Linked DNA regions of Sus scrofa: region 2 is linked to region 1. The links are chromatin contacts, called in public targeted proximity ligation maps. All regions are on one chromosome and are shown on one strand. The core of a region is the stretch at or near the end of the contact, and the rest is flanking DNA. Distances in the headings are between cores, read along the strand shown.

Region 1 (2,960 bases), core at 144-2,643:
GAGCATTCGTTTCCCCTTATTAGTTTCTGATTTTGCTGCTATAGCAAATTCACATGACCCTGGTGGCTGGAAAAAAACATACTTTTTTTTTTTTTGTCTTTTTGCCTTTTCCAGGTCCGCTCCCACGGCATATGGAGGTTCCCAGGCTAGGGGTCTAATCGGAGCTGTAGCTGCTGGCCTCCGCCAGAGCCACATCTGCAACCTACACCACAGCTCAGGGCAACGCCGGGTCCTTAACCCACTGAGCAAGGGCAGGGATCGAACCCGCAACCTCATGGTTCCTAGTCTGATTCATTAACCACTGTGCTACGACAGGAACTCCAAACATACATTTTTTTTCTTACATTTCTGGAGGTCAGAAATCCGCAATGGGTTTTAAGGACTAAAATCAAGGTATTAGCAAGTTTTCATTCCTGCGGAGGTTTTTCGGGAGTTACTTCTTCATCGTTTCCAGTTTCTAAGGGCCACCTGTATTTTTTTCTTTTTTGTTTTTTTTAGGGCTGCATCTGCATCATATGGAGGTTCCCAGGCTAGAGGTCTAATTGGAGCTACAGTTGCTGGCCTACGCCAGCCAGAGTCATAGCAACTTGGGATCCGAGCCAAGTCTGCGAACTACACCACTGCTCACAGCAACACCAGATCCTTAACCCACTGAGCAAGGCCAGAGATTGAACCCACAACCTCATGGTTCCTAGTTGGATTCATTTCTGCTGAGCCACGATGGAAACTCCAAGACCACTTGTATTTTTAACTGTGGCACATCACTCTGAGCTTTGTTTCCATAATCACATTTCTTTTCTGCTTCTGACTCATCTGTTTTTCTCTTATAAGGACCCTTGTGATTACATTGGATCCGCCTGGATAAATCAGAATAATCTCCCTATCTCATAATCCTTAATTTAATCACATCTGCAAAGTTTTTTTTTTTTAACATTTAAGGTGACATATTCATAGGTTCAGTGAATTATGTGGACCATCAGTGGGTGGCTGTTACTCAGCCTATCACAGAGAGTTAGATTAAGGGCTATTTATTTATTCTCATGTCAATTCTATAACTGATTGATCTTAAGCGAGCTATTTAAATCCTCTGTGCTTCATTTTCTACATCTGTAAAGCAAGGGACTTATATTAATCACTTAAAAAAAACCCACAAAACCCTTCCTAGGCCAAAATCCTTTTTCTAAGTTTACGCAAGTAATGCATACAACATTAAACTGTCAGCATAACTTCAGACGCTATTTTTTTCTCAAGAATATTTTACTAATTTTAACTACTAGGTCTCTTAATTTCAGGCAAGCATTTATATATTCCTTTTCATTTGACAGCAACAGCATTCTGCTTCCACTGTATGTAATTATTTTGTCCTTTCCTAATGACACTGTTCCTAGTTCTTATTCAATACTTCCTTCCTTTCTAATGCTTCTCCTTTCTCCTTCCCACTCATATTACTCCACCTCCTAATTCTCTTGCTTTAAAAAGAAAGAGCAACTAATATACTATGGCTTCTAAAAACGTTTATTTTAAATGAATACTCTATGCTTTGTTCTACTTTCTTTTCCAAAAATATAGAGGTAAAGTTTGAGCACTCCATGTTACCACTAGCCGTTACCCATTCACTCCTGACCCATATTACCAAAGGGACATGAGTCAGATAAAGATTTTTTTTAGGGCCACACCCTTGGCATGAAGAGGTTCCGGGCTAGGGGTCCAATTGGAGCTGCAGCTGCCGGCCTATGCCACAGCCACAGCAAGGCCAGATCCGAGCTGTGTCTGCGACCTATACCACAGCTCACGGCAATGCTGGAACCTTCACCCACTGAGCGAGGCCAGGGATTGAACTGCGTCCTCACGGATACTGCCAGGCTTGTTTCTGCTGAGCCATGACAGGAACTCCCCACGATATAGATATTTTTAAATTTTTTGAGTAATTAAAAAAGCATTGGGTTAAAGCATAAATAGCAGTTGTTAAAATATAACATTAAGGAGATCATACATAAAAATTAAGAGATTTTTTCGTAGTGAGTCTATTAGATTAGCCTGTCTACTTTTGAGTACTGAGGGGAAGGGGAGCTAAAGCAGGTGCATTTTAGGTGAGGCATGTTGTAAAATATTCAGGTAAGTACAATCTGGGAAAGGTTGTCACAAGTGGAAAAATCTAAGAGATCCTTAGAATGCAAAGAAGGCATGACTATAAAGAGGCTGGCTATGATCGCTAAACAAATCTCTTTCACCCACCCCATCAGGCTTAGAGTTGTAGGAATATGCACTATTTTCCTCTCCATGGTTACCCAGGAAATGCTATGAGAGAAGGCAGTCATATAAATCTTTTATTTTCCTGCTTTAAACCTCAACTGTGGGAGTTCCCATCGTGGCTCAGTGGTTAACGAATCCCACTAGGAACCACGAGGTCGAGGGTTTGATCCCTGGCCTTGCTCAGTGGGTTAAGGATCCGGCATTGTTATGAGCTGTGGTGTAGGTCACAGATTCAGCTCGGATCCCCGCGTTGCTGTGGCTATGGTGTAGGCCCCGGTGGCTACAGCTCCGATTGGACCCTGAGCCTGGGAACCTCCATATGCCGCGGGAGCCCAAGAAATGGCAAACAAAAACAAAAACAAAAACAAAAAAACCTCAACTGTGAACCAAATAGTCTCCAAAGCCCCTTTCCAGCTCTGAAATTAAATGTTTTTTTTTTTAAACAAATTATTGAGTTCTGGTCCCAGATGGTGACATAGGAACCTTCTGGACTCACCCCCTCCCATGGATGTACCCAATCTATAGCTACACGTGGAGCAATTGTCTCAGAAAGAAATCCAGAAACTAGCTGAGTGACTCCTACACATCAGGTCAATGAGAAAATACCCATATCAAAGTGCTTCGCAAAGGTTAAGATACAGTCTTACCTAATCCCCACTAATGGGACAATGACATACAGTTGGGAGAGAACTAATGACTCCCAGCTT
Region 2 (2,900 bases), core at 145-2,644, 180 kb before region 1:
AACAGAGAATGAATAGTATCACAGAATTCTCCTCTAATGTACAAGACTCCATTTCCCCAACCCAACCCCTTCAGAAGAGAACAGGCAGAATGAGGACTGGTGAGAAAAACCTCCTTCTCCCCCCTGCCAATCTGGAATTGCTTTTTAGCCAGCTCAGGACTATGTAACGTCGGCTCTCTATCAACTGCTAAACAGAGAAAGTCAATGAGTTTATTTTTTTTTTATTTTTAATAGATATTTTTATTTTTATTTTTAGGGTCACACCTGCAGCATACGGGTTTCCAAGTTAGGGGTTGATCAGAGCTGCAGCTGCCAGCCTACACCACAGCCACCGTAACCCCAGATCTGAGCCACGTCTCAAACTACACCATAGCTCAGGGCAACCCCAGATCCTTAACCCACTGAGCGGAGCCAGGGATCGAACCCATATCCTCATGAATACTAGTCGGATTCTTAACCCGCTGCGCCACAATGGGAATCCCAAATTTATTTTCTTTTAAATTGGATAGTATATTTTGGCATTTCTGTGTGTGAATGCATGCCCACGAATATCTTTCTCAGAAAGGAAATTTTCTCAGCTGAAATTTCAGGGCTGAGCAAAAACAGCTTTTAGCTTCAGCCTGAGCAGCAACAGGGGAACTTCACAGAAATGACACAGCAATTTGTGTTAAAAATATTGGCAGCTAATTCATGAATGCTGGAGCTGACGAGGAATTCAGCTGCTTCTGCGAAGGCTTTATTCTCAATAAGCTCGTGATTCATAAAGAAAATGCCTCGAGTTAATTCTCTGAAATATACAGTAGGATGCTGACAGATTTCTCTTTGGTGTCCTTCTGTCTCATCTTCATTCTCTCTCTCTCTCTCTCTCTCTCACACACACACACACAAACACAGCTCTCTCTCTCTCACACACATACACACACAAACACTGCTCTCTCTCTCACACACACACACACACAGCTCGCTCACTCTCTTTCTCTTTTATACACACACACACACACACACACACACACACACTCCTTCCCCTCCCCTGAAAAGAAGCATCAAGTATATAATGCTTTCAAACAAGAAGGATTCGTCATCAACCAACGAAAGATTTACTTACTAAGTATTTTCATAAAAGAAGAACATGGATTTCCTTAAAATCTTTCATATTGGTCAGCCTTAGTTGGTGTAAAAAACTATGATTCATTCCCCCGCCCCATGATGTGAATACAGCATATATCTTATTTTCATCCCTAAAAGGAATTAGCCAATCCTTTTCTCATGAAAGAAAAAATGCTCTTTTTACAATCAGACCTCATTGCCTGTTGTTTTCATGAATATCTGAGAGACACCGACACAAAATAAAAAAAAAAAAAATACAGCTTCCTCTTTCTCCCACCCATTCTGAGTCCAGCTCCATGGGCTCCCAGATGCTGACGGCATCCTCCTGGTAACACATTGAGAAGAGACTGCGGGGTGTCCCCAAAGCCCCACTTTCTCCCCCTGTTTCCTCTCCTTCCCTCTCTCCTCTCACTCTAGGTTTGTATTAGACTCAACAATTCAGCCTTTGTGCGCTTCTACTGCATCTGCAAATTCTAACGATGTGCCCCCCTCTTCCCCATTGGTACAATGGTAATATTTACCTTGGAGAAATGTTTGTCCAAATAAATAGTCAAAATGCTGGCGATGTGTTCCCTTTGAAATATTTGATGAATGTTCTCTCTTTCTTCTTGGCCTATAACCAAAAAAAAAAAAAAAAAAAAAAAAAAGTTAGAAGAAGAAGAAAAAAAAAGACAGACGGACAGAGACTGTGAAAAGATATTTGTCCAGTTGATTGTAAAAAATGCTGGCAAATTTATGTGAAACACCAAGGTTTATATTTCTTCCTGAACAGAGCAAATGACAAAGCAGAGGAAAAAATTACGCATAGAAGTGAATCAATTTAAAACCATTTTTTTTTTTTTTGGTCTTTTTAGGGCTGCACCCATGGCATATGGAAGTTCCCAGAACAGGGGTCGAAATGGAGCTTAACTCACTGAACGAGGGCAGGGATCAAACATGAATCCTCATGGATACTATTTGGGTGCCTAACCCACCAAGCCACAGTGGGAATGCCTAAAATCTCTTGAAAATAGCAGCCAAGTCAATGTCTGGTCAAATACACATCAAATTACTGGGTCCTTCTCCATTTTTCCCAGTTTTAGGAGAAATAATCTATGTTATTTTAGTGAGAGTAAAATTCAAGTAACTGTTGTCTGAATTTGAGATAAAACAAATGATTTATTTGAAGACAGTATTTATGTTTTGAGGGAAGGTAAGCTGTGATTTAACTGTGAAAATGTGTTATTAAAAGTAGAATCTCACTCAGAGTTCCCATCATGGTGCAGTGGAAACGAGTCCAACTAGGAACCATGAGGTTTCGGGTTCAATCCCTGGCCTCGCTCAGCGGGTCAAGAATCGCAGCGGCTCAGATCCTGCATTGTTGTGGCTGTGGCATAGGCCAGCGGCTACAGCTCCTATTAGACCCCTAGCCTGGGAACCTCCATATGCCACGGGAGTGGCCCTAAAAAGACAATAAATAAATAAATAAATAAATAAATAAAATAAAAGCACAATCTCTGGGAGCCTCCTACAATGTAGGTGGGAAAGTAAATTAGTGCAACCACTGTGGAAAACAGTATGGAGTTTCCTCAGAAGACTAAATATAAAACTACCATATGATCCAACAATCCTATTCCTGGGCGTATATCCAGACAAAGCAATGATTCAAAGAGATACATGTACCCCAGTGTTCACTGCAGCATGATTCACAATAGCCAAAGCCTGGAAACAACCTAAATGTCCATCAACAGATGAATGGATTAAGATGTGGTACATATATACAATGGAATACAGTATACTTAGCCATGAAAAAG

What was found.
Region 2: a contact with region 1 is called in a targeted proximity ligation map of alveolar macrophages.

Annotation. Positions count from the first base shown.
Region 1 is chr4:55,371,099-55,374,058 of Sscrofa11.1, reverse strand. No RefSeq gene overlaps it. Among named protein-coding and RNA genes, the nearest start is that of PAG1, 78 kb to the left of the region's middle.
Region 2 is chr4:55,548,480-55,551,379 of Sscrofa11.1, reverse strand. PAG1 (phosphoprotein associated with glycosphingolipid-enriched microdomains 1) reads right to left here. Exons shown (of 9, transcript XM_021089173.1): 3 at 1,629-1,720. Among named protein-coding and RNA genes, the nearest start is that of PAG1, 99 kb to the right of the region's middle.